Regions from separate parts of the Mus musculus genome. Here regions 1, 2, 4, 5 and 6 are each linked to region 3. The links are chromatin contacts, called in public Hi-C, HiChIP or PLAC-seq and promoter capture Hi-C maps. All regions are on one chromosome and are shown on one strand. The core of a region is the stretch at or near the end of the contact, and the rest is flanking DNA. Distances in the headings are between cores, read along the strand shown.

Region 1 (4,853 bases), core at 2,185-4,684, 700 kb before region 3:
GGCAAGGACTGAAGGAGTTAAAGGGGTTTGCCACCCTATAGGAAGAACAACAATATCAATCAGCCAGACCTCCCAGAGCTCCTGGGACTAAAACACCAACCAAAGAATGCACATGGAGGAACTCATGGCTCCAGCCACATTTGTAGCAGAGGATAGCCTTGTCTGGCATCAATGGCAGGAGAGGCCCTTGGTCCTGTGAAAGACTGATGCCCCACTATAGGGGAATGCCAGGGTGGGGAGGTAGAACTGGATGGCTTGGTGGGGAGAACACCCTCATAGAAGCAGGGGCACAGGGGACGGGATAGAAGATTTTTGGAGGGAAAACTGTGAAGGAGGATAATATTTGAAATGTAAATAAATAAAATAACGATTAAAAGAGATTTACAAAAACTGTTCTGCAAAATATTCCCACCCAGGTATTCTTCCTGCATCTCCCTCCCCAGTACAATAATCTGCTTCTGAACAGGAGATGTTTCAGACACACACTTCAGCTGTGTCATACCTATGAGAACCATAAGAACATGTATCTCTAGATAAATGTGAGCTGCCATTACATAAGCAAAACCTAGTGTCATCTTTTAAGGATTTCTTAATGAATGTTTTGAAAATGAAAATATTTCTGATAGGAAATTAAAACACATTTTTAAAAATATACGATGGTGAAATTTAGTAGATGAATTATATTAACTACTAAGAATAAAACAAACTTCTGTATAAGTGAATTTGTTATAATTGAAATTTAACACAGGAACTTTAGAACCTCTAGATTTCTCCCTTTAGCCTTGAGGGACACATTTCCACATTGTAAATGGATAACTGAATCTTACACCCTATAATCACACGATGTCTTTTATGTAATTACACAGGAGAAATTTAAGTGGATAAATTAGGTACAAAAGGTGATGAACAACAGTAACTGTTACAATAATAACCAAATAATGTAACGACTGCAACATATGATTTTTCTCTTTCCTTCCTTATCCACCTTTACTTTATCACTTGAAGCATTTTATTACCTGTCTTCTGTAGGCTGAAATTGCCACAATCTCTTCCTCTGTGCGCTGGGGACACAATTAAGCAGTATTGCTTAAATGTAAGTGTTACTGGAATGTTTATCATGTCCATCAGTTGGTGACAGCTGACTCCTAAGTGTTATAGGAGGGTAGGCAGGCAGAACAGCACATACACAAGGCCCACACACAAGGCAGGGTAGAATGGACGGAGGTGAAATCTCAGCATATGACCCAGAGCACTTCGGTGTAGATATTATCAATTATTTTTGTAATTTCTTACTTAGTATTATCCAAGAAAGCTTGACTTTAGGTGACTGAACCCATGGAGAAGGTGATACTAGTACTGAGGTCCAAACTCTCACTTAGTTAAATTACGAAATAATTTATTCAAAGGTACACATTTGTGGGATAAATAATTGAAACTTATTGGACATTCCACTCAACAGCTTACAAAATATTACTACCATTATATTTGATCTTTCAGTTGTTAATATAGTCTTTCGAAAGCTGTGAATCTCCCTAGCTCTATGGGCATTATTTTGCTTCTCAGACATTTGCTATAATTTTAACATAGAAATAATATATAAATTGTAATTGTGCTAGTAAGCACATTTTCAAAAACTGGACACATTGAACACCCATCACAGTTTATTTTGGCATCTCTTTCTGCTTAGGGTTATGGTTAGGAGTAGGGATAGGGATAGGTAGGAGTAGTGGTAGGGTTAGTGTGTCTGATGTCCACATCTACAGCATTGCTCCCCTTGAGAAGAATGTCTTCACAGGTTAGCTAATTCCTAGAGAGCTGATAATGTTTCAGCAGAAAACACATGTTTCCTATTATCCCTCAGCTTTGACATATTTGTGGCATCTCTTTTCTCTGGGTATGTTCTTCATTTCTCTCTCTGTTATGTGGAAGCTATCCACACTGTCAGTGTTTTGTATCCAGGATATGAAAAAGAGTTTCTGTCCTCAAGTAGCCTCCCATCTGGCCAATCTGGTAAAGCTTATTTGTGGGCTGAGTATGTGTCTGTGTACAAAGACCACAAAATTTCAAAAAGTCCAATTCATACAATTTCTATATGTTTTTACTTTCTCAACTCAAATTGGTAATTCTGATTGATAATTAAAACCCTTTTATATGTGTACTTATGAATATGAATTGAATTTTAACAGTGTATTGGTCGTATAAAATTTTAGGCTGTATCTCTTAGATTAAGTAAGATGTTTGAGGAATATGTATCTCTATCTATCTCTATTGCTATTTCTTGCAAAGGAAATGCTTCTCAGAGGAATTAAGACTCCATAGAAGCTTCTTTGTATATGGTAACCTAGCAAACTGACTACTGTAATCTCTTTTGGATTGTTTTAAGGGGGCAGGGGCAGATTAAAGTTAGAGTCAGTCTATCAGATTTAAATTAAGAACAGGGCTTGGAATACCACATTGTGCTGTGGAATAATGGACCTTTATAGGGTGCAGGCTTTACATAATTAAGGGAAAAAAATTAAAGGATTGAGTGTGTGAAAGATGGGACTGGAAAATTTGAGATAGCACAAACAAGTCTTAAGTGATGCCATGTGCAGCCGAGTCAGGAGTTGTGGGAATTTTGGGAAACCAGGCTACTTAACTGCAGGAGCTGTTGGTGGAGAAGAATGTGGGAGGCTGTTGCCTCTGCTCACTCATGGCTGACCTGGAAATTCTAACTCTGTGAGAAGCCAAGGGGGATATATGATCAGGGAGAGCAAAGCTGGGCAGGAGCAAGAACCTGCAAGTCTCCTTCCATCAGACTTTCTCAGCAGCCAATCACAAAGCCCTTCAGAAAACAGTGACCCAAGCCTTCCTTTCTCCTTTAAATTATTTGTGACTATAAGCCAACTTCACTTCAGAAGCAAACAAGGAGAGGACTTCTAAAATTATAGTTAGGTAACATTGTCTACCCAAAACAATCACATTACACCCTAGTTCTTAGGTAACATGGACTAAAATTGGCAAACATTCTTTTTGCTTAGAAGACAGTAGATTGAACTAATTATAGAAGCTTATATGAAAAGGTATATGAATGTTCATTAAGTGATGATTAAATGGCTCTAAAACATTCATTTTGTTTGGATGAAATGTTTAAAGACCTTAATACACAAAAAAATAGTACAAAGGGTTAACTTGAACTCTAAACTGCTGCAGAGGCTCTGAGTCCCTTTGTCTGTGTTGAACGGATCTCTAGTTGCAGATGGGCAAGGAGTCAGCGAATGACAGACAGATCAACATGGTAGATTGTGTAGAATCTGAATGTAATTTGTCAAGTTGAGCATCAAACTTTTTATACAGAAGAATAACAAGAAACCAGGCGAGATACATCCACTGAGTTACAGTGACACAATACAAAAGAAATTTATACTTCAAAAGAAGGCAGGGACCAGGCCGCTGCCACTAAGAAGGGAGCCAGGTGTAATGCTAGTCTATTGTTAAGCCTACCACCAGGGGTTCTTAGTAAAAGCCTGATTTCTTTGGGCCTAGTGAAGAAACCTGTCTCAGGGGGATTCCCTAACTCTTTCATGGTGAACCCACCTGTTCACTAGGCCATTGTGAATTCCCTTGTCTGGGTAAGACTGGCTATTGCCTCAAGTAAACACTCGGCAGACCAGCCCTCAGCTATTCTGGCTCTGTTCTTTGTAATGTCTAATTAGTTTCACTGTCTCTACTAGAAGTAAATTTGAATGTTACTGAATAGAAAACCTCACTGAATTCCTACTGAATTCCAAGTTTGTTGACTTCAAGGATTTTCTGGGACATTGGAACATTGGCGAAGGCTTAGCTATGTCAGAATTCAATCTTAAAAGGCATTTATAATAAAATAATTCTAAATGAGAGCACGTGGATCCATACACCAGACTAACGCAGGGATAGGGTATGAATATATGGGTTATGAGAACGCCAAAGTTCTAGGAGGTGAGTTTCCATGAAACTCTTTGCCTCGTGAGTGCTCCCAGGTCTCTTGGCCTGCCAAGCAAACTTCACTGGAGTGTGAATAGCACTAAACAAAATATTCCAATTGCAATTATTTTGATAAAGTATTAAATTAATATAAAAACTCTGTCATTTCATTTTGTCTGAATAATTGAAACCCTATTTATCACTCTAAGTACTCTCATGGGAATCTATATAGTAATCTTCTGCTTTTTGTCTTTTTACCCTTAAATTCCAAAATGGAGTAAATACATTACATATAGCCAATGAACCTTGTCATCCTCAGACCTTGTTGTAAGCCTCTGGACCTGTTAATAATTGTTTTGAAATTTTATCTAAGTTGCCTAATTAGAACAGTTACCATCAATAACTTCAAATGTAATGTATCTTACATTAAAACCTCTGAAGAGTACATGCCCCTATTCTTTTTGATCATCCTTATTAACCAAGAGTAAAAACAAATAGGTTGATATGAAAAATGATATTCAGCATCCATCACACTGTTATATGCAGTTGGGGAAGAGGTTAGAATTCCAGCTATTTGTGAACAGGCCTGAGTTTTTCTTTTTCTTTTTTCTTTTTTTTTTTTTTGTTTTTTTGTTTTGTTTTTTTATATTCCTTCTTTTTATTTAATTTTTTTTTATTTCCCTTCCTGGTCCACCCTCTGACTGTTCCACATTCCATACCTCCTCCCTGCCTGTATCTCCATGAGGATATCCCCAATCACAGACCCCACACCTCACCAGACCTCAAAACCCCCTGGGACCTCCATTATCTTGATTGTTAGGTGCATCTTCTTTGACTAAACTCAGACCTGCTAATTCTCTGCTGTTTATGTGTTGAGGGCCTCATATCAGCTGGTATATATCTTGCTGGTG
Region 2 (4,224 bases), core at 521-3,020, 720 kb before region 3:
AAAAATGAACTATTTAGGTAATTTTGAAGGACAGGAAGCATTGTTTCCATTTTAGTTCCCTTAAGTTTGACTCAGTAGTTTATTATTTTAGTGTTGGTAAATGATGAAAACAAACCACACTAGTCATCGCTATTAATATGCATCTCAGGGTGTATTTCAGTGCTTTTATGTGTTTTGTTTTAAGTCTCTTTGATTTGGCTTTTATTTGTTTTGGTGACTTGGCACTGATTTGAATTGGCTGGAGTAAAGCTTGGGACACTAAATAAAAACAGTTTCCAGATGGTGGTATAGCAAGGAGTAATGACACATTATTGTTCCTTTAGTTTTCTTCCTTATTTTTATTTCAATAGACTTTTTCAGAGCAATTTTATGTTTAGAGGGAATGACAGTGGAAAGTACACAGAGTTCCCCAAGAGCTCTGGTGCTGCACATTCAGAAGTTTCTCCTGATCAACAGTCCTCATGAATTTTGGAGGAACAATTGTTCCCATCTCGGACCTGAACTGCCACAGCACATTGTTACACTAAAAGCCTGTAGATGACTCTGGGGTTTGCTGCTTCACACTCCATTGTGAAAGAATACTGACATGTAATTGTAATTATCCTAAACCATCTGCAGAGTCGATTACTGCATCAAAGCCCCTGTACCGGCTTATTCCCCTCCCTTACAACAGCCTCTGCCATGAATAGGCAGTTTTATTATTCTTTTCATGCTTTTTCATTTTCTAGGCAGCCATACAGTTAGAGTCAAACACTATATAACATTTTCAGAATTCCTACTTTTAATTTTCAGCATGCATTTAAGTTCCTCTACGTTTTTCCATGGTTTGAAAGCTCATTTCATTTTATGTTTGTGTATGTGTGCTTGTGTATATGGTGTTGTGCCAGAGAACAATATCACTGTAATTCCTCTTTTTCTTTTTGGAGTCTAAAGTTCTCACTGGACTAGAACCCACAACCTAGGCTAGGCTGGCTGGTCAGCAAATGCAGAGATCATCTGCCTGTCCCCATTCCCAGCACTGGGATTGCATGCTCACACCTCTATGCATTTTTAAAACTATGTTCTCTGAAGATTGAACTCAGGTCAAAGATATGTGTCTAGAATCAAATAGAAGTTTGATTCACTTTAGATATGAATGATGCTATTTTTACTGAATGTACCACAATTGATAAATACACGCAAGAAATTGCATCTTCATCGATTTAAGTTTGAACAAAGCTTCTGGTTTAATTTCCATAATTTCATCTACTGTGACTTGCTTTTTCTGTGAGCTTGAGAGATTCTGTCTTTGAGGAATTTATGCATTCCTTCCAGGTTATCAAATTCATTATCATAGAGCTTCGGGTAACTGCTTGCTACTCTGCATGTATATGTAAATATGTGCAGTGTAAATGATGTACATAAAATATATATGTGCAATATATGTTCAGGTCAATGTATGTGAATACAGGTATGTGTAATATATGTCTAATATATGTGCAGGTCAATATATGTGAGTACAGGTATGTGTAATATATGTGTAATATATGTGCAGGTCAGTGTATGTGAGTACAGGTATGCCCGTGTAGTATAATTACCCCCTAATTGATTAAATAATAAAGTCGACAAGAAGCCAATCCCTAGGTGAGAAGGAAGTGGGCCTTCTTTGTTGGAAAATGGAAGAGGGAGGCAGGAGAAGGGGACTTCATTTTGGACGGTGGGAGCAAGGCAGAACAGATGTAGTCTGAGGGCTGTTGGTTCAGGTAGCTGAATCTACCAGAATCCTCCCCTGGAAGATTTCTAATAAAGAATAGTTGGTGAATTTAAGATGCTAGATTCTGTGCCCAACGACTGTGTTATCTGTTAATTCTTTTTTTTAAGAATTTTTATTAGATATTTTCTTCATTTACATTTCGAATCTAAACTCAAGATTGTCTGGTGTTTTCCATTTCAGAGCGACTCAACTGAGCCCCAGGGAAAGGTGACCACAGTGGAGCATTGGGTTGGCAAGAGTGCTCCTCAGCTAGCTGTGGACATTTGGGGTTCCTGAGCGGGCTTGGCAGCAGCCAGTCATGGGGAGAAAAGAGTGATTTTGGAGCTCTGGAGAGGCAGAATCAGCTTTAGTGGGACAGGCTTTGGCAACGGGAAATAAGCCGTCCTAGGCTATGTGCCAGGCTGGGAACAGACTGAGACTGCTGGCTAGTGCCTACCTGGTGATAGCGTGGATGGATTTTTAATATTACACACAACATACCCATGCCAAGATGTGTGTTTGGAGATCAGAGTGTCATTCTTTCTTGCTGAAACCAGCTCCCTTTCTTGTTCACTTCTGTGGCCTATGAGCTTGTAGGGATTCTTCTGTCTCCATGTCCCATCTTTCTGCCGGGAGATGAGAGTGCTGGTGTGCTGGGTGTCCGGGTTTAAATTCTACGCATGTAAACTAAAGTCCTAGTTTAAGGTGCTTATAAATGGTTTGGCCACTGAGTTATTCCTATAACTCTTATCGTCCTTCCAATGCTCAAAAATGATCCTCCTTTTCTTTATTTATGACACTAATAATTTGTTCCTTATCCAGGGTTTTTCAGGTAGTCAGCTTAAGAACTTAAGAGTTTATCACCTTTCCATACAACCACACTTTTGCATCACTGATTTTCATCCTCATTTTCTGTGCTCGACTTCATTGATTTCTGTTCAGTTTTTATTATATATTTTACTATTCAAATTTAGGTAAGACTTATTGTTTCTTTTTTTAGTTTTTAAGGTAGAATATTATATTATTTTATTTTTTAAAGTATTAAACGTACTTCCTTCTAAGCATTGCTAATACCGGAATAAAACATTTTGGTAAGTAGCATTATAGGTATTTTAAATTTTCTTGCAGTATTTTAGTGAATGTAATTATTTTTTGCTAAATGAGTGAAACTCAAGAAGAATGAAGACCAAAGTGTGGACACTTTGCCCCTTCTTAGAATTGGGAACAAAACACCCATGTAAGGAGTTACAGAGACAAAGTTTGGAGCTGTGACGAAAGGATGGACCATCTAGAGACTGCCATATCCGGGGATCCATCCCATAATCAGCTTCCAAACGCTGACACCATTGCATACACTAGCAAGATTTTGCTGAAAGGACCCAGATATGGCTGTCTCTTGTGAGGCTATGCCGGGGCCTAGCAAACACAGAAGTGGATGCTCACAGTCAGCTATTGGATGGATCACAGGGTCCCCAATGGAGGAGCTAGAGAAAGTGCCCAAGGAGCTAAAGGGATCTGCAACCCTATAGGTGGAACAACAATATGAACTAACCAGTACCCCAGAGCTCTTGACTCTAGCTGCATATGTATCAAAAGATTGCCTAGTCGGCCATCATTGGAAAGAGAGGTCCATTGGACTTGCCAACTTTATATGCCCCAGTATAGGGGAACACCAGGGCCAAAAAGTGGGAGTGGGTGGGTAGGGGAGTGGGGGGGGGAGGGTATGGGGGACTTTTGGATAGCATTGGAAATATAAATGAGGAAAATACCTAATAAAAATAAAAAAATATGCTTTTCCATTTCAAAATATTTGGGGATTTCCAGTTACCACTTTGCTATTGATTTCTCCTCTTAAACCACAGCACAAGACACACTCTACCAGGTATAAATTTCCTCTCCTTCTTCTAAAATTATGGAGGGCATTGTGACAAACACCACTTCCCCTTTCATAGCTGCTCATTGTGTGGAGTGAGAAAGTTAATTTGCTTGATGACTGGGGGTCTGTTTTAAAGTGTTAAAATGAAATCATGAGTGTGAACTCCATGTGCCCGCTTAAGAAAATCCTTCAATACTTGCAAGCAAGCTGTTTTTTCCTTTCATCTTTTGTATGGCCAAATAAAGATGATATGGGGTGCTTTCTGCCTGATCCAGCCTCTATGTCTGAGAAAAGCTATTCTAGGGAGGACTTTGAAGATCAATCACACTATCTTAAAGAACAGGAGGCATTCAAAGTTCTTGATCAGAATACACATTGTCTATTATAACAGAGTATTCTAATTGCCTTACTCTGAAAAAGAAGAAAACATCTACTCTGAGGTAATAATGATTTTCCTGTGTTTAAGGGGTGAATGTAGATGTCTTCAATGAATCATCAGCTATGGAAAATGAACTTTCTCTGTCAGAGACCATTTGGTTTCCTTTAGCTGAGTTGAGGGGTGAGGATTGGTCAGTTAGTCAGCAAGTGATTAGCTTTAGAGAGCTTTTCCACTAGC
Region 3 (4,444 bases), core at 1,921-4,420:
CATCATCCACAGCAACTGTTATTCTCTAGTTTGGAAGGAAACCAATCCCTTTGGCCTCCTCTCAGAGACAAGTTGCAATAGACTTAACTAGAGAAATAAAAAGTGCCATTAATACAACTTTAACTTCCATGACTCCAGCTTGTTGCCATTGAAGGAGACAAAAGTTATCATTGGTTTCCTACTGGTATAAATCCAATCCACTTCTTCCCTTTGAAGAATGCACAAGACATAAATGAACAATAGTGAACAGTCTGGTACATGGCTACAATATGGACACAACAAGCATAGTTATAAGTAAGCACCGATATGGTTTCACAGAGCTACGGCTTTGTTTGCATTTCAGCAACGTATCTGTTGTTGTTGTTGTTTTGTAAGTATTAGTCTATCATGTGAATCATGTTATGTGAAGCAAATAAAGATGTTCACTACTCAGCCCTTGCTCTTAAAGTGTTTAAATGTATTGGAAGCTACAAACACAGTCACAGAACCTACAGTTAGTTGTATATCTATGGAGATGCAGTACACTTATGTATGATAACCTGCCAGGTCATCCAAATCCTTGTGACACTGCACTAACTGTACAGTGGACTTTTGTGGTGCCTACTCTTCAATCTGAGTGATTACCAATAACCATGAGAAGCACTTGCTTCAGGAAAAGATCACTAGAATGAATGCACTCTGTTTTATAGTTACAGGAGCCAAGAAATTACACTTCATTTTCAGAGGCAATGTGTGGCTGTTTTGTTGTGGCTTTCTCTCTATTATTTGCAAGCAAATGTGACCTAATTCATTCAAAAGATAGTCATCTTCTTCCAAAGCATTTTATTTCAGAAAGAGGTATATGTTTTTTTTTCATTTTTATACATTTTAGGCAATAAAAAGAAGCTTAGCTAAGTTTGTAATATAAAAAGTGTAAACATCATTCAAAAAGTAGCTGTTGATTACATGAACTAGCTAAAGAAGTAAGAAGGCAATGTACTGAATATGAAGTAAACTTCCAATTCCTATTTTGCCATAATTTCCCAGAACAAGAAGCATGATAACACATTGTGGTGTCAAAAAAATAAAAGGCATTAATCTATATAGACACAAATCTTTTAATCCATCTCACTTTCTTATCCAATTGACAATAACTCACTATCTTGGTGTTTTATAGTAATTTATACTAAGCTATCCCCTCTTTATTTGGAAAATCATACAGAGCTGTGGTGAAGTGGCTAGAACTTCCAAAAAGTCACAATTGTTTTAAAAGCCACTCATCTGATATTTGCCCCTGCACACACTGACCTCTTTCTCCTGCTCCTGTCTCTCAGGAAGGAATACTCAGTGGAGAGTAAAAAATGAGGACTGCATTGTGTTTTGTGCTACAAGTGCAATAGATCTCATTGAATTGCCAATTGTAACTGTTAAAGACATTATGTCATGGCTGAGGGTCCCATCCTCCAAGGAGGTTGAAGAGTGTATACAGATGGCACACAGCCTGGGTAGAATGGGGGTGGGGGGATATTACTCACGCAGGCATGCTGAAGATTCCTCATCTTCTGGTTGCTAACTAGCCTTCAGAGAAGGAAGAAGCTCTCACATTTATACTGGGAAATGACTTTGGGGAAAGAAAAAAAATGATCATTTTTTTTCCAAACCCTGCCAATTTCCTACAGTACTCTATCTGCATCATAGTCATGGACCTGTTCGATGACAGAAATAATTTCTCATCTTCCTGCTCAAGAAATAATTGTATTGATCTTCATTTTATTTTTTTTTTCCCTGTGATTCAGCAGGTCAGGAATGCTCCCATCCCAGTAGCTTCCTGCCAGTCAGCAAGTCATCCAGAGTGTGAAGACGCTTTACAAAGTAACCGGAAGTGCAGAGCCATTTCAGCACCACGGACAGCGCTTCTGCTTTTCTGTTCAGGATACTTAAAAAAAAAATTTTTTTTTAAGTGTAACCTAGTAACTACCAAACAATTTACCAATGGGCAAAATCTTAATTTTTGATACCTTTAAAGTTAAAGAGTGTTTCATTCATGTTCACACTGCAACGATGTTCTTTTTTTTATTTTTTTTCATCTCTGAGATGGAAGTATCTCTTTCTTGCTATTTTTAAATCTCAACCACAATTCCTACATGAGTTTAGGCTGATACAATGTCAGTACAGTAGAGTTCAATCCTGCACATCAAAAGTTCCATGAACACAGGTCCAAAAAGTATCCCTGATGCTGTGTCTCCAGTGCTCTGCACATGCTCAGAAAATATAGGAATTGAGAAAGAATGGACATTTGCTAAATGTTTTTTGAAGTGAACGAATGAATGAGTGAATGAGTGAATACCTTGTTTATAATGTTTCAAAGTTCATTGCACTTCATAGTGCTTAATCTGACTGTGAATGCAGGAAAAATCACTCCTTGTCCAAGTTCGTGTGCTTTCTTGCATCATGTCCTTAGATGGAACTTACATCTCTGCCCAGGTAGCCAACAGTCCTCTCCTCTATGCTAAAGGGAGGAAAAGACAGCCACCCTCCCTCTGTTATAAGACCCTCCTGAGATCATGCACTCTGGAGCCCAGCTATGCTAGAAAGAAAGACCAGTAGCCCAGGCCATTTCTGAGCTGCCACCACAGCCAGACATGGGTTGGTTTGGGAATTCCATCATATATTAGGGAGGCCAGGATTCACCAAGGGCAGGGCCAAAGGTAAAAGAGAAAATAAGAAACACTGGTAACACAAGCTTTAAACAGATTTTTCCAAAACTCAGCACACTGGGGTGGGTTCTCAGGCCCCTGAGTCTATTCCTTCTCTGTGCCAATCTATGCAATGACACATGTTTGAGCAAAGTATAGCCTCCTGGGTACAGGTAAGCACAGCCCAGTCCTTAGCTCCAAGGAGGCTTCCAGGCTAAGGCACCACTCCACTTGGACTGTACTATTGGGCTCCAAAATGGGGGGGAGCTTCCAGACAAGGACTGATTTCCATTTCAAACTGCATTCTGGTACTTTGTACTCCAGCACCATTGGCCGATCAATATTTAATGCTTGGAGATTCTCACTCTGCGGGAGTCATGTCAGGGGACCCTGAGAGCCAATCTGCTTGAGCTTCTGCGTGATAATTATTCATGGGCTCCTGCCTCTTGCTCTTTCTCTAGCACGGTCCCACTCTGCAGACTCAGTGCCTTACTCAGACTCCTCTCTCGCTCTCTCCGCGGCTACAGCTGGACCCTTCTCCTTTGCCTTCGCCACCACTCCGTGCGTGCACATCCCTACAATGGCTAAAACAGCAATGGGTAAGAATCGCGTTTTGCTCCCCACGGGCTCTATCTGGAGCCAATCTCTCCCTTTCTCTCTCGGATCTCTAAAGACATTAAAAGATATTTTATAAAGGGAAAGACATTCATGACAGGAACCGGGAAAGGTTGGAGGGAGCTCTAAGAGACCAAAGGGGGAAGGGTGTCTTTGAAAAACTAAAGTAAATGGTTTCTTTTTAAAAGATAGAAGCAGGTAAGTTTTCCTCCAATGGGTAGGAATTTTATTCTGCTTCCATATTTAAAACTAAAGTGTCCATCAGAGGGGAGGGGGCTACCTTAACGATTTGCCTTTAGTGAGGTGAAGGGACATTTCGGAAAGTGGTTTTGAACGTCCTATATTTATTCTGTAGTTTAAAAAGATAATAGGGACAGGAAGGGAGTGATGTTGGAATAAAAGAGAAAATGCAAAGTCAAAGCGGTCCCATCCTGGAGGTTTGAGAGAGGAGTGGGAACGGGGGAGGGGAGTGGGCACATTTAATGGTATTGTCTATCTTGGAAAAACCACTAGTCTTGGGGCGCGGTGCGGGGAGGTAAGGCGGCCGGAGGGGTGGGGTAGGACCTTAGCTCCTTTGTTTTAGGAAGAGGGAGGGGAAACAGGAGGAGGGCGTGGAGGGCGCGGGTGGGCAGCTGCAGGGGCGGGAGAGCGTGCGCGGCAGGGAGGGGTAAAGGGACCTGGCTTCCCAAGGCGCCGGGGTGGGGTTTCTTTGTGTGTGAAGCAATGGTGGGAGTGTGGGGGGGGGCACCTGCAGCGCTGGGCATACTATGCGGACAGCCCCACCCTGTGCAGAGTCAAGCTGTCCCCACCCGGACCCAGCTCCACACCCTCAGTAGAATGGGGGCCTAATGGGGAGCTCAGCACAACACTGAAAAACCCAACCCTGCGGGAACGGCAGAGCCCCGCCACGCCCCACTCACTCATTAGCAGCCTGCGTGCCTGACCTGACCGCTAACCTCAGCCGCTCCACCCTGGCCTCATTGTTCTTCGTTAACATATTTTTCAGAACCACATTAAATAGGATATTTAAACATAGTGGCAAAAAAAAAATCAAAAAAGGGAAAGAAGCAGGGGGTGGGGGAGCTATTCTGAACTCCTTGGGTCATTTCGGGGGGAGGGGAGGGGGCAATTAGGGAACCTAGAAGGGTATACAG
Region 4 (4,741 bases), core at 1,105-3,604, 900 kb before region 3:
GGAATAAAAATAAATTAATTAAAAAACAAAATTATCTGTCAAGAGTCAGGATAACAGTACTTCATACCCATGGGCCATGAGATTGGTTTTATAAAAGAACTTTCCATTTTTGTTCAAGAAGTATACACACTGAGATGAAATTTCTAATTCTCCTTTACAGATAGATCTTCAGGCTTCCTCCATATTCCCAAGGCTCTATGTTTCTCATTGTTTCCTTTTATTAGTATACAAATAAAATGTATGCTGATTCATAATGAGGCAGCACAATTGAGCGTCAGCGAGTGAATCCTTGTTTACTTGGTGTCCCGACATAACAAAGTGGAAACACAGCACACAGCCTTGATGGAGTTTACCCACGCCTCTAGTAAATTTTGGACCGAAAATGAAAGAAAAAAAAAAAGCCACTTACTTTAACTCCCGTGAGTTTAATATTTTCATATTTTCTTTACTAAGAAAATAAGGCATGTCCGATATGGATGTATCTCAATGGGAAAAGCCTCCTCGTTTAAATTACACCTTTGCTTTTCCTTTGTCCTTTTATCTCTCCAGGTTGTAGGTAATCCAAGGGTTAAAGTGAAAGGCAATTTCAGAACCCAGGGCATTGCAAAGAAGACAGGGATGCGGTGTCTCTAGCTGTACAGTGAGCTCCTGCAGGGGCACCTTGGCAGCCTTCCATCATTTTCTTGGGCAGTCTCTCAGGTCTCCACATCTTTTATTTGGTTTCTGATAAGTACTCCCTCAAATGTTTTTGGTTCGCTAGTACCTAAGAGAGGGGAAGTAATTGTACCTAAAACAGTGGGCCGGAAACCAATACAATGGTTTGCAATGGGGTTGCAAAAGGAAAGAGCCTTAGGCTAGATCCTGCACCTCCATAGGTTCTCTTGCTTGAGGAAGTATTTAAAACACCTGCATTCCCTTAGGTAGACCTCCTCACACTCCATTCTGTTCTCATCTCTATTAGTTCTAGCTACAAATGGATTCCAGCCTCTGTCAATTCTGTTCTTGTCCACTTTAAATCCTTACTTATTTAAAACTAATGCAAGCCTATTAGATTTGATCAGGGAGCTAAGAATTTGTACTCATGGGTACTTAAAGTTCTGCCTCCCTTAAGTAGCAAATATATAGAAGGAAAATAAAATCTGGCCTTTTGCAATCTCAGCCGCAGGACTTGGGTTCCCAGCAAACAAGTCAACTTACAGCCTGGATCGGAAACTCCCAGACTTACTGCGGGGAGAAGAGGGGGTTTTCCAATGATCTGTCCTTTAGGGTTTAAAAGCGCATCCTGGGAGCGACTCTTTCATTCTCCATGAAGTTCTGAGCTGCGAGAGCCCAGCAACGCCCTGAACCCAGGCAGCCTGTGAGTAACTGCACAGCCAGGAAGCCAGGAAGGGCTGCATTGAAGAGGTACTGGCTAGGGACAAAGTGGCTGAAAACCACTGACTACTGAGTCTTGACTGCAGGGGGCCACCGCGTCGCGGCTCCCGCACTGAAGCTCTGGGTCTGGGGATCTGAAAACCGCCTCGGGAACTGTTCCTCCCCGCCCGCCAGGGTTGTACGCCCAGGTGCCAATGGTTCTGGGCAACCGAGCTCAGCGCGGGTAGTGGCTGACCATGGGAGAGGCCAAGCTCTCAGCCTGTCCAAAGTGCAAGGCCGGGCTATTCCCGGACGTGCGGAGGCGCGGGGGCGGGTGGCACCTCCCGGACTGTCCCAGAGTCCCCGGCGCGCTAGGCGCACCTACTTGTGCGCACCAGAGAGCAGCGCTTACCATGGAACATGGTCTGCGGGAGGTGGGTGTAGTCATGATGACTGGGACTGCAGCAGGAGCCGGCTCTCACCACCCATAATCACTCCCAGGACCCCGGTCATCCACCGGGTGGCCGCAAACCGGTGCTGGGCAGGGCAGTTCAGGCAGCTGACTCCTCTCACCCACGCCACGCCTGGTCCATCCATCCCAAGAGGGGCCGCATGCATCACCGGCCACCCAGGCGCTCTGGCTTTGCCATAACTTCCGTAGGATCTGCCGGCAGACTAAGCAGGGTACTTTCAGTTTCTACTTTGCGCTGGGTCTTCAGGTTCAATGTTTGGGTTTATACCCTCAGCGTCTTCCCCAGTCACCTGGACCAGGATCAGTGGTTGCTGCGAATTGAAAGTAGCTCAGGAGAAGCCAGCTGGCCTTCTGGATCAGAAAGATTCGGCTAATAGGCTTTTCAAATGACTTCTAACCTCTCTGGCAACTCTGTGAGACTGGGAGCTAAAACCGCTGGTTACTAATATGTCCACAGAAGCCACAAATGTGCAGCAGAGAAAGCTCGCTATTGCAAGTCAGTTCCACTGAGGAGGCGTCGCTGCTTCTGCTGCCGCCGATGTAAGTCATCTTAAAAAAAAAAAAAAAAAAAAGGAAGTGAAGGATGATTAAGAGGGTCACGCCCTCTGCCCCTCTAGGTTCTCTAGTTTGTTTTTTTTTTTTTTTTCCTCCCTGTCATCTGTGCAATGCACCTGCTCAGGTAGGACTTTAAGAACAAATAATTCTTGTGAGTCCATCCAGTCTAGTATGTAAGTGGTAGCTTCAGAAAACCAAAACTCGTATTAGTTGGGGGCACATAGAAGTTCTGCATAGTAACTATCTCCCACAGTTATCTCCTGACATAGCTAATCACCATTGTGATTGTTTCATTAAAGTGTTTTGTTTTGTTTTAATAATAGGCCTGAATTACCGAGGGGATTCCTGATTTAGTGTTGTTTCTTATAATCAGGAGAAACACTGCTTAGGTGAAGGCAGGTTGTGCAAACCAGTAACAAGAGAGATCTGAGATCAGGACCATATCTCTCATATATCTAGTATTTGCTCTATGCCAGGACTCTTGGTCAGGAATTTACATGTATTTTGGCATCTGGAGTTTTCTGCCGAGGCAATCTGTTTTCTTATCTGCAGTTGAAAGATACACATGGGAACAGAGGCTTCCTTAAGTAACAGAGCTAAGTTCACGTGGCTGAATTTGGATAAAAAACACCTGCAGGCTGGCTTCAAAGAGTCTGCTTGGAATCTCTTGTGGAAGAGAACCTTGTAAATAATGGAGGATACAGTAGACTAAGAAGACGCCCTAGGGTGGTGGGTGTGCTCTTAACGCTCTGGGGAACCTCAGAAAGGGGTCTGGAGCTGGCGGTTCCTAATCGGACATCAGGACACGAGCTTCAGATTCTGTCTGTTAACAGTGAAAAGAGGCAGAGAGGTACTGTTTGTGCATTTAGAGTGTGGACCATAGGAGTTCTAACTGGGCACTGGCCTGTGGACTCTGCAGGGACTCTCACTTTCCACATTCAATGTAAAACCTGTTGTCTTAGTGCACTTCCAAAATAAATCCTACCCGGTGCCTGCAGGGCTGTTTAAACACCTCTCTGTTGTCTCTCTTGTTGTCATCCTGCTCAAAGCATCAGGAGATTTGACAGTACTTGTTATCTTCACTGCAGCCCTGGTCTCCAGACAGCTCCCATCCACAGAGAAGGGCTATCTAGAATAGGATTAGGCTCCAGCGTTGCAGTATGACAGGATGGAAGAGAGCTACTGTGGTGAGAAAGCATTTCAACGATGGAACATGGAAAAATGTCCACCAAAAAAAAAAAAAAAAAAAAAAAAAAAAGGAAAGAGAGGAAAGAGAAAGAAAACAGGGAATTGCTGGCAAATGAAATCAGGAAACTGAGCCTCTCAGGCACACATTTCCAAAAATGTCATTGGAACTCAGATGTGGAGAAAAGCAGTAGACAGAGATGAGGCTGCAGGGGTGGTTAAAGACTAACTCTATAAACATGTCTAGGTTTGTGGCGGCTGTATTAAACTCCCTGACCATAGGGTACACGTAGGTGTACAACTGCTCACATTCTATGCTTTTTTCCCCCCACCTGTTGTTGGGCTTTTCAGAGGAGAGTCAAAGAACATCCATCAAAAGAGTGCGAGAGGGGAAGTCTGTCTTCCTTCCTAGTACAATCACCAGAAAGGCTTGTGCATAGGCAACATTGGAGTAAAATGAGGCGAAAGTATCTAAAGTTCCAGGAAAGGAGAAGTAAATGTATTTTACAGGACTCTGACCCTCAGTGTTAAGAATGTCTTCTGAAAAGAATATTTAGAAAGCATTTGGAATTTCAAAGGTTAGATAAAAATGGACACCTTTGAACTACATTGTATTATGAGAGAATTCTAAGAAAATTAGTGTCCTTTTGAAAAAAACAGCCCAGCTCTTTAAATCAGCTATTGCTTTTTAAATACAAATTGAACATACAGATTGACAGGGGTGGATATTTCATGAATTTTTAGAATGTTGATAATTAAATAAATGAAATAATATGTGAGGCCTGGTACCTGTAACCCTAGCTGCTCAACCAGAGGCAGGGAGAATTAAAAGTTCAGTTCCTGATTTGTTTAATGAGTGAAACCATGTCTTTAAAAGTAACAAAATAAAACAGGACTGGTGACATAGCTCAAAGGCTGGGAGCTTGCTTAATTTTCATGAACCCCCTAGATTCCATCTCCAGTATCATAAAAAAGAAGCCAGAAGTGGAGGAGGAGGAGGAGGAGGAGGAAGAGGAGGAGGAGGAGGAGGAGCAATAGTGGTAGTGGTACTGGTAGTAGTGGTAGCAGTAATAGTAGGAAGAGGGGAGGGAGGTGAGGGAGGAAGAGGAGGAGAGGAAGGGGTAGGGGATGAGGAAGAAGAGAAGGGGAGGGGTGATAGAGGAAGAGGAGAAAGGG
Region 5 (4,565 bases), core at 1,486-3,985, 930 kb before region 3:
TTTGACAAGAACTTTCCTTCATAAAAGGTTTAGGGGGAAAGAGACACTTGTGCCTTCACAGTCAGTGTTTTGAATATTTTCAAAGTAAACAACAAGAAATAAGGACAACAAATTATTATGTAATTTGTATCTCCTGGAGACAGGGTGTCTGTAAAATTAACATATAATAGACAACAGTACAATATAATAGGCAAATGATAATCCTGTCATTAGTATAAAAAGATTATGGAATTAATTCTCTAACACAATTGTATATAAAACCAAGCTCATAGTAAAGTAAAAATTACCATTACCTTTGTATCATCACATACATGTTTTCTAAAAAAGTTTGGTTCATTATTCGGGCAATTACTATCAGTTCCTGTCATTTTGTCCTGTAATAATATAAAACAATATAGTTAAATGCATAGACTCTCTCTCTCTCTCTCTCTCTCTCTCTCTCTCTCTCTCTCTCTCACACACACACACACACACACACACACACACCAGTCTAATATTTGATACTAATATGAACAGTTTCATGAAAGTCAATTTTCCTGATTCTACTTACTGGCATCAAGAATTGTTTCTCTTTACATGGAAAAATAAGCAAATATGTACAATATCATCTCAAATAAGATTCAGAATCTCTTAAGATCAAACTGAACTAGTTCTGTCCAGTAGACTGGTGATTCCAGGTTATTGAAGCTTCTTAAAGATTTCAGTATGGATAATATTGTCAAAACAGTAAGTAAAGCAAGGTCAAGATTAGAAGATTAGTAAGTGCTTCTGATCTTCATCTATTTTCCACTTAGGGGAGTGTGCATTGTGCATTGTTTATATTGTTTATATTGTTCATGCAAAGAGGAGAGGTTTCCTGACTTTAAAAGGTATGCATTTGCTGTTTTACCTGTAGGAAGTAGTGCCTGAATACATAATTGTTTAAAATTCAACACTTATTGATGACCGTTGTCAAAGATTTCTACAAAACCCTATATTGAAACTAACTTAAGAAAACAGCAACCTGGTTTTATGGTTTTATCTGGCATTTGGCAGATGTGTCCCTGCATCCTCTAAATATGATCATGTAATAGCATTGAGAAGTATTGGAAATTTGTCTGTACCAGTCACTGAAGGCATACTGGAATCATCACAGGAGCAAGACATATATTTTCTAAAGCTACCACCTTACAACTAAAAGTAATGAACAGTTATCTACTAAGTCATTTTTCTATCAAGTTTTATTTAATCCCCAGGATGACATCAAATTATACATACATTTTTTATTAAACCTACAAGTCTCATATGAAATATGTCACTGAATTAAATTCTTAGAGTGTTCTAACAAATTTCATAACAATATTTGAAAATTGATGTTGGTTAGGCTATTGCTGTGGTAAACTAATATGATTTCATATGCCTACAAAAGAGAGTGTTAAGCTTTTCTGCATGTTTGCCAAGTATTTGATGAAAACTTAATTTTCAGTATGATGATAGTGTCCCTTTGACATGAACATGTAAGATGTCACGGCTGCCTTCTGAAGCAAACCTATCAATAGCAGCCCAGAATATGAATTCATAACAGAAGAAAACAACTTCTTGATTTAACACATGTCAAAATAATAGATTCCTACAGGCATGTTGGTTCATGTAAACATATTTCCAGTTTATTATAAATATGGAAAACCCACAATATAAAAGTCCAAATCACTATGATCTATGATGTGAATTGCTCCTAGAAAAGGTCTCAATTTCATTAGGTTGCACCTTGCAGTTTGTTTGTTTGTTTGTTTTCTATTACATACTTAACTTTCTTGTGTTAATTGTTGATCTATTGCTGTGAAGAGACACCAGATCAAGGTAACTCTAAGAAATTATTTAACTGGGGGCTTGCTTACAGTTTTAGAGATATAGTCCATGATTATCATGGCAGGAAGCACTCAGGCATGGCAGTAGAATGTTAACTAAGATCCACAGACAAAGGCAGAGACTGGGCCTAGAATGGGCTTTTGAACTCTTAAGTTTCCCTCAGTGACACATCTCTGCAACAAAGCCACACCTAATCCTTCCCAAACAATTTTATCAGCTTGGAACTAAACATTAAAATACATGAGACCATGGGGCCATTCTCATTCAAACTACTACATTCAGCTCCCTGGCCCCCATAGGCTTCTAGTCATATCAGAATGTAAAATGCATCAGCCAACTTCAAAAGTCTCCATAGTCTTTTATTTTCAAGACAGCTTACAATACCAAAGTCCTGAGTGTCCTTGAGACTTAAGCCTATTTCTTAATTGTAAAACCCCATAAAAACAAAAAGCAAAATGCTGACCACATACTTCCAACATACAGTGGTACAGAATATACATTACCATTTCAAAGGGGAGGAGCAGGAACTTATTAATGAAGCACTGGACCAAAGCAAGGCTGAAATCCAGTAGGACAAACTCCTAATGTCAAAGGGCTGAGTAGATAGCTCTTCATATCTCCCACACTTCCCAGATTTGCTGATAGAAACACACTTAACAATCTTGGGCTGGTTCCACATCCTGCCTGGAGCTTCTCTCCTTGGCAGATACAACATACTGTGACTTTTCCAGCACTGGTAGATCTCCATCACAATCCATCCTTTACATTCACAGCTTTACACAATGGCTTTCCTGGACTTTCCTGCAAAGACCTACTGCCATGAACCTTTACTTTAGTAATAGCTTTCCTAAACCGTGGAACATTCCACAATACCTTTCCTGTGTCCCACTTAATTCTAAAGCCAAAGCTACATAGCTGAAGCTGCCAACTTCTCCTGCCTGCTGGAGCTGGAACCTGTCCCCTCCTTGAATTACATTTGCATAAGCTTTCCATTGTTGTTTAGGACAAAGAAAACTTTCAGGTCTTTGTTTTCCTTGGTCACAGGATTAGGTTATTGGGGTCTTGCCCAGAGGTTTCTACTCCCTTTTTTCTATCCAGCATCAGGCCTTTAAGCTTCTTCCATGAATAAGCTCCAGTACCAAATGTCTTGCTTCTCTTTTTCTCCCCAAACTTTACATTTTGAATTTCTCTTTGTCTTGTTTGTTTCTCTTCACTGTAGATGTGCATAAGAATGAATAAAATCACTACTTGGCACAATTAATATTAGGCTGTCTTGAAGTCTCCTCTGCCAATGATATTAGTAGAAAATTCCATTTTACCACAGGTGGATTTGTTGGCAGAAAGTAGCCACATTCTCTGCCAAAGTATAGGGAGAGTGCACTCTAATCCAGTTGATACTCTTCTTTTCACCAGTGCCTATGTAGTCCAAATTGTCCTCAGCACTATTTTTCATGCTTTTATGACCTAGGCCCATTATGCCCCACTTATTATTTAACCAACTTTTCTTGTCCAAAGTTCCAAGGTCTTCCAAACAACTGTATCAGTTATACCTCTATACCTTCATCACTTTTTAAGTGTATTTATCCTCTAATTTTTTGCTTTATGTGTGTTTTCTACAAAATCTTACATATGCTTACTTATCAAGGCACTAATGACAAGTTTATATTTCAGTCTTTATTTTTCCCTGAAAATGCAAAGACCTCACAATTTTTCCATATTTTCTTCTCTGATATTAATCTAGGCTCATTTTCTGTTAGTTTCTTAGGGAGAATAAGAAAAAATGTTAGCATTTTTGACTGGTTTTATAGGTAAAATCTATTTAGTACATGCATGTAGAAGAGTACAGGTGTGTGCTTACACTAGCACATGTGTGGAAAATAGAGGACACCATTTGAGAGTTTTCTTCTGTCTCCTTGTGAGACCCAGGGACTGAATTTGTGTCTGCAGGCCTCCACATAAGTACCTCTACCCAGTAAGCCTTCTCTTTGGGCCTAATCATTCTTTTTCCAATTTTTCTACTTTACTTATGCTTTGTTCATTTATTATTAATTTATTCACATTTGTTGGAATCAACAAATAGTACTTCTGACTTTATAAATGAATGCTAAAGTTGATTAGATATTGTTCAGATATTACTTAGCAATGCCTCCACTTTATGGGAGAATGAATCCACTTCTCATGACTGCTCTAGGCAATTACTAGAAACGTGTTGGTTCAAAAAAGAAAGAGAGAGAGAGGGAGAGAGAGAGAGACAGAGAGAGAGAGAGAGGGGGAGGGAGGGAGGGAGGGAAGGAGGGAGGGAAGGAAGGAAGGAAGGAAGGAAGAAAGAAAGAAAGAAAGAAAGAAAGAAAGAAAGAAAGAAAGAAAGAAAGAAAGAAAGAAAGAAAGAAAAGCAATGTATCTTGTCACATACCTAGAGAGGAGAAATTTAAACTCAGCATTGAGTGACAGTGCACAGGGAGCATCCGTAATCTGGCTTTTCTCTCTACTCCTGGCTGCCAACATTCTTAGTGTTCCTGGCTTGTGGCCATACCACCATATTCCATCACTGTGTGTGTCTCCAGTCTCTCAGGTTTCTATCTTAAAAGGCCATTTGCAGTAACAGAGCTCATCTGGCTTTCCAGTATAATTTCCCCATGTCAAATCGTTGATTTAATCATATTTTCAAAGATTCTGTTACTATAACTTTCTGAGATGAGAATTTGACATGTTTGGGT
Region 6 (4,735 bases), core at 605-3,104, 830 kb before region 3:
GAAATGCAATCATACTTATTCTGGTTCCTCCGTCCTTAAAACCAACAATCTTGTGACATTGTGGCAATGCTCTTGCCTTCTTGTCTAATAATTTGAGCCTATTGATACCAATTTGTGCCTCATAGTACTGTCCTTACAAATTAGAACCTATTGCTGAACCTAAAGCCAAGAGTTATTCACTCTATTTCCATTCATTCTGAATGGCAGATGTGACCCATTCTTCATTTGTGTGTGTATCCACTTCTATGAAAATGATGGTATTAAAGCCAGTGATTGGACATCATGACTTCAATAAGATGAAGATCATTCTTATTTTGCTAAAGACACAACCCAGGTTCACTATCTCATGGAATTAAATGCTCACTAGCTTGTCTGACTATGTGAGGTAGCACTGACTTTGAGTGTTTCAAAGCTTGTGCAGAGTCTGGCATTGTGGTTGTCCCTTATAAATACATTGTTCTATCTTTAGGTATTTAAAATGCCACACATTACAGTATCTTCAGAATATAAGCCCCATATTTTTAAGTTAAGCACACATTTCCTCTGTATTAGAAATGAATGTGGAATCTCCACTTAGGAGTATTGCTGGGCAAAAGTCAAATGAATATTAAAGACCAGACTTCACTTCAATACGCTCTGACTTGTTCAATGGAAAGACTTTTGCACTCATCACTATCATGTGGCCTCTGGTGATACACTCTTCATCCCTTAACATTTCCACTAAGGATTGGTGTAAGGTTTTACCCATAATACATCAGGGCTAAGTTACAACATTTAGAAAATAGTGTAGGGAAGGCTTTGGGGCAACAAAAAGGCCATGCATACAGAGAGTTTATCATGTAAATTATAGTTTGAATTCTTGGGATTCTAAGTCTCAAATTTTTTTGGTGTGTGTGTGAATGGGTGCCTGTCTGTTTGTCTGTCTGTCTGTCTATGTGCATGGTTTTGTGTGTGCAGTTGCATGACTGTGTGTCAGTGTACATGTTGAGGCCAGAGGAAAACCCTAAGTATTACTCTAAAGTGCTACCTACCACTATTGAGAGTAGATACTGAATCTTCCATTGGTTGGAAACACACAAATTACACTAAACTGACTGACCAGTGAGACCCAGGGATCCACCTGACTCTGTTCCCCAGCTTCAGGATCCCAAAAGCAAACCACCAGAGTAGGCTTCTTATGTTTATGCTGGGTCCTTGCTATGCACACTCCAGTGAAGTTTGCTTGGAGGCCAAGAGGCCTGGGAGCACTCACAAGGCAAAGAGTTTTACGGAAACTTACCTCCTGGAACTTTGGTGTTCTCATAACCCGTATACTCATACCCTATCCCCAAATTAGTCTGGTGTGTGGATCCACGTGCTCTCTTTCAGTATTATTTTATTATAAGTGCCTTTTAAGAGTGAATTCTGACATAGCTAAGCCTTCGCCATTGTTCCAACTTCCCAGAAAATCCTTGAAGTCGACAAACTTGGAACTCAGTAGGAATGCAGTGAGAAGGTTATCTATTCAGTAACATTCAAATTTACTTCTAGTAGAGACAATGAAACTAATTAGGCATTACAAAGAACGGAGCTGGAATAGCTCACGGCTGGTCTGCAGAGTGTTTACTTGGGACAATAGCCAGTCTTACCCAGACAAGGGAATTCACAATGGCTTAGAGAATAGGTGGGTTCACCATGAAAGAGTTAGGGAATCCCCCTGAGACAGGTTTCTTCACTAGGCTCAAAGAAACAGCATAAATCAGGAATTTACTAAGAACCCCTGGTGGTGGGCTTAACAATAGACTAGCATTACACCTGGCACCCTTCTTAGAGGTAAACAGCAGTGCCTGGTCCCCACCTTCTTTTGATGTATACATTCCTTTTGTATTGTGTCACTGTAACTCGGTGTATGTATCTTGCCTCTGTGTGTTGCATCTGTCTGTCCATCTGTCTGTCATTCTCCGACTCCTTGTCCATCTGCAACCAGAGACCTGTCCTAGGCAGACCAAGAGGGTCTGCGGCAGTTCCTCAGGTCCTCAGGCTTGCAAGACTAATCAGTTTATAGCCAAGCTGCCTCTACATGTTCACCCCTATTAAATTGTCTGATCTCTCCACTTAGTGGATTTTTTTTTCTTCACCCAATAGCTCAAAATACAGGCATTATAGTATCCCAGAGTCAAAACTCTTCCAACTCTACAAAGATGCTAAGGGAAATTATTTGTCCTTACTTCTGAAGAGTTTGCTAAAAATGGGAGATACTCATGCTCCTGGGAAACAACTAAACAATGAGAAAAGTTTTCATGATATTTTTTCAAGAAAGTCAGAATACTTTGGGGTACAACAAAATATCCCCTTATCCAACCAAAATGATCTTGTCTCAAGCTTTTCTACTATAGAAAGAAGACTGGGGGAGGGGCAGTAAAAGGAGTGGGAGCCTGAGACAGAAACTCGGAGTAGGTAGAAGGCAGTGAACAGAGGGCACTCACCAGGTTTCACACACATTATCTTGTCTACTTAGCACCTAAATGATTTTCAGGTCTGTGTGCCTCCCCCAGCTCATAAGCTTCCATCTACATGCACTGCTCTTATTTTTCAAAGACATGTGGTATTAATGAGACAATAATGTTGGTAAAGTGTTCTAATTTCTGTTGGGAGCTATTAAGGCAACTCTTGATCTCTGAATTGGGCCTCTCCCCCTGAGAAGAAAAGGGGGTCAAAAGCGGGCCACCAACACATGGATTCCGAGAACCACGGGATGTTCTAGCCCTAGGTCATCACCGATGTCCTGACCACACCCTGATACCACCAAGTTCCTGCTTCCCCGTGTAGCTGCCAAAAGAAAGAATTTCTATTGCCCCCCCCTCCCATAAGTACTTCTCCTTTTGCTTGTATTGCCCTACCCCTCCCACTGATAAGTATCTGTACTTCCCCTTTTGCTTGTGCATTTAAACCTTGGACCTTTCTCAATACATTGGGGTCTTGATACAACTTCAGAACGGTTTCCCTGTCGTTACTCGTACAAGACCCTTGTCTCTCTCTACCCCCCATTTGGTTATTAGGAGGAGGTCCCCTCGAGATCCTCGAATAACTGGACCTGCTGGACGGGTCAAATTTCCTTTGAGAAAAAAAGCTATACAACTTTATTGTTCTTGTTGGTCCTATGTAACTAATATTACTCACATTTATTTCATTTAGGGAAATAAAGTCTAAAAATCAAATGAGTGGATTTATTGCATTTTGGATTCAGCATCTTTGCACATGTGGATACTGACATAAAAAAGTTGCAACTAAGATCTTGAGGCCAATAGTACAAACCTTAACCCAGTATGTGCGGTTTCTAATGCTTGATGACCTGAGGGGTGAGAAGTGAGAAGAGACTTGATACCCTAGTCTTCTCCATTAACTCATTGTCAAGCATAGAATGTAGCAACAATTCCCTCATTTCTTGTGGAAATAATAGTAGATAAAATACAAAGTATTTATTTTTCTGAGAGAACAGGGTTTCCTCTCCTTCATGTGTAAAGGGCAGGAAAACTACAAAAAGAACATAGAGTCGTGAATAAAGCCATACACAAACAAGAATGCTGGGACTACAGGTTCCAGTACTATCTTTGTGGAGCACTATATTTATGCTCATCTAGTCACTTAGAACAAGGAAAGAGTAGAAGAATAAGAACTTAGAATTTTATGTGGCAATTACATTCTTAGTTATCATTTGACTGAGTTTGGGTTTTGTTGTGTGTGTGTGTGTTTCAATATGTTCTAACTTGTTTGCAATTGGGATAGTTGTGCACTTTGTTAAGTCAGGACCTATGTTTGAAGTAGAAAGGACCATCTATGTGACACTGTTAGTAACACCTTTACTGCCTAGGAAAATGCACATCTTATGCCGTGCCAATAGTTTCTTGCACTTGGAGCTTGGTCTAAGGCAAAGTATACTAAAACATTATTCTATGCCATTTACTACAAATTTCCATAGGTAAATCTTTCTAATAATTAAATTTTACCTTGTATTTCTCTACCTTTGGTTGGAAAAAAAGAGTAACAAATAATTCTTCCAGGATGGGGGAAGTAAAAACATTGTAAGTCTTTGGGGAGTTTCTTAAAACAATTATCCTAATGAATGCGCTGCTAGTATGTAATTAATCAAAACTTAGTTGATGTTTTGCACTAAGGGGCATATATGTCTGGGACAAAATTTTGATTGACTGATGTAAAATAGACCAGAACAAATTATTCCTTCACCAGAGTAAGGGACGAACAACCCCAACCCAAAATAAAAAGCAGTTTTTCCCCTCCCCAGCCCTGCTTTCCTGCTGCCTGCCCATTATACAGAGATGACTAGAAATCAGAGGCAAACACAGGAAGTGACTAGAAAGCAGGGCATGTAGACAAGTACTTATGGAAACTGAATATTTGAACTTAGAAATAGCTTTTCAGCCTCATATCTCCTGCTTTTAACTCTTTTCTACATTTTCAATTGAAAAGCTTCATTATTACCTCTTGTGCATATTCTGAGCCAACTCTCTTGGTATCTTGTTCACTTTAACCAAACTATTTTCATAATTAAAATAAGAGAAAAATATACCTTTGTAATGCAGCATCTTATATTTAATTTAAACAGGGGAATGCTTATTTCTGTGAAAGTCTAGTACAATACAGATAGTAAGTGTTGAGTGTATTGCTTAAGTGGATTCATTGAATTAAACATAGGCTTAACTACCTTTCCTGGAACAGACCTTGTAACACAATAATT

Evidence for each region. Promoter capture Hi-C pulls out the DNA fragments that hold promoters and counts their contacts. Hi-C and Micro-C count contacts between places; a contact is called where the count stands out from the background. HiChIP or PLAC-seq counts read pairs in DNA pulled down with a chosen protein or histone mark.
Region 1: a contact with region 3 is called in a promoter capture Hi-C map of stem cell-derived epiblast-like cells, with 4 times the contacts expected there. The contact joins the enhancer-like site here to the promoter of Stmn2 in region 3. A contact is called at or near these places in 7 of 39 promoter capture datasets (the 3T3-L1 cell line, cranial neural crest, embryonic stem cells and 3 more) and 6 of 115 datasets of contacts at active chromatin or transcription factors (all in embryonic stem cells).
Region 2: a Hi-C map of cerebellum shows a contact between it and region 3, with 4 times the contacts expected there. The contact joins the enhancer-like site here to the promoter of Stmn2 in region 3. A contact is called at or near these places in 3 of 39 promoter capture datasets (the 3T3-L1 cell line, maxillary cranial neural crest and stem cell-derived epiblast-like cells) and 1 of 484 Hi-C or Micro-C datasets (cerebellum).
Region 4: a contact with region 3 is called in an H3K4me3 HiChIP or PLAC-seq map of stem cell-derived neural progenitor cells, with 14 times the contacts expected there. The contact joins the promoter of Il7 here to the promoter of Stmn2 in region 3. A contact is called at or near these places in 13 of 39 promoter capture datasets (the 3T3-L1 cell line, 3T3-L1-derived adipocytes, cranial neural crest and 7 more), 7 of 484 Hi-C or Micro-C datasets (cerebral cortex, cortical neurons, embryonic fibroblasts and 2 more), 16 of 115 datasets of contacts at active chromatin or transcription factors (embryonic basal ganglia, embryonic forebrain, embryonic hindbrain and 7 more) and 1 of 9 other capture datasets (pancreatic islet).
Region 5: a contact with region 3 is called in a promoter capture Hi-C map of stem cell-derived epiblast-like cells, with 5 times the contacts expected there. The contact joins the enhancer-like site here to the promoter of Stmn2 in region 3. A contact is called at or near these places in 12 of 39 promoter capture datasets (the 3T3-L1 cell line, 3T3-L1-derived adipocytes, cranial neural crest and 7 more) and 3 of 115 datasets of contacts at active chromatin or transcription factors (all in embryonic stem cells).
Region 6: an H3K27ac HiChIP or PLAC-seq map of embryonic stem cells shows a contact between it and region 3, with 7 times the contacts expected there. The contact joins the enhancer-like site here to the promoter of Stmn2 in region 3. A contact is called at or near these places in 6 of 39 promoter capture datasets (the 3T3-L1 cell line, cranial neural crest, embryonic stem cells and 2 more), 1 of 484 Hi-C or Micro-C datasets (embryonic stem cells) and 6 of 115 datasets of contacts at active chromatin or transcription factors (embryonic stem cells and forebrain).

Annotation. Positions count from the first base shown.
Region 1 is chr3:7,801,722-7,806,574 of GRCm38.p6, forward strand. No RefSeq gene overlaps it. Among named protein-coding and RNA genes, the nearest start is that of 1700010I02Rik, 150 kb to the right of the region's middle. Within about 2 kb of position 3,435, at least 7 of the 459 cell types and tissues checked have an H3K27ac peak or open chromatin away from gene starts, as enhancers often do. A contact at or near this core is called in embryonic stem cells and stem cell-derived epiblast-like cells, where this site is marked.
Region 2 is chr3:7,785,766-7,789,989 of GRCm38.p6, forward strand. No RefSeq gene overlaps it. Among named protein-coding and RNA genes, the nearest start is that of 1700010I02Rik, 170 kb to the right of the region's middle. Within about 2 kb of position 1,771, at least 4 of the 459 cell types and tissues checked have an H3K27ac peak or open chromatin away from gene starts, as enhancers often do. A contact at or near this core is called in cerebellum, where this site is marked.
Region 3 is chr3:8,506,357-8,510,800 of GRCm38.p6, forward strand. Stmn2 (stathmin-like 2) reads left to right here and starts at 3,171. Exons shown (of 5, transcript NM_025285.2): 1 at 3,171-3,274. The coding sequence starts at 3,256.
Region 4 is chr3:7,611,406-7,616,146 of GRCm38.p6, forward strand. It overlaps Il7 (interleukin 7), which reads right to left and starts at 2,355. Exons shown (of 5, transcript NM_008371.5): 1 at 1,766-2,355. The coding sequence starts at 1,775. Gm16685 (predicted gene, 16685) reads left to right here and starts at 1,300. Exons shown (of 3, transcript NR_168341.1): 1 at 1,300-1,404.
Region 5 is chr3:7,576,881-7,581,445 of GRCm38.p6, forward strand. Il7 (interleukin 7) reads right to left here. Exons shown (of 5, transcript NM_008371.5): 3 at 294-374. Among named protein-coding and RNA genes, the nearest start is that of Gm16685, 34 kb to the right of the region's middle. Within about 2 kb of position 2,736, at least 11 of the 459 cell types and tissues checked have an H3K27ac peak or open chromatin away from gene starts, as enhancers often do. A contact at or near this core is called in embryonic stem cells and stem cell-derived epiblast-like cells, where this site is marked.
Region 6 is chr3:7,681,292-7,686,026 of GRCm38.p6, forward strand. The region is part of intron 2 of Gm16685 (predicted gene, 16685); the gene reads left to right. Among named protein-coding and RNA genes, the nearest start is that of Il7, 70 kb to the left of the region's middle. Within about 2 kb of position 1,855, at least 11 of the 459 cell types and tissues checked have an H3K27ac peak or open chromatin away from gene starts, as enhancers often do. A contact at or near this core is called in embryonic stem cells, where this site is marked.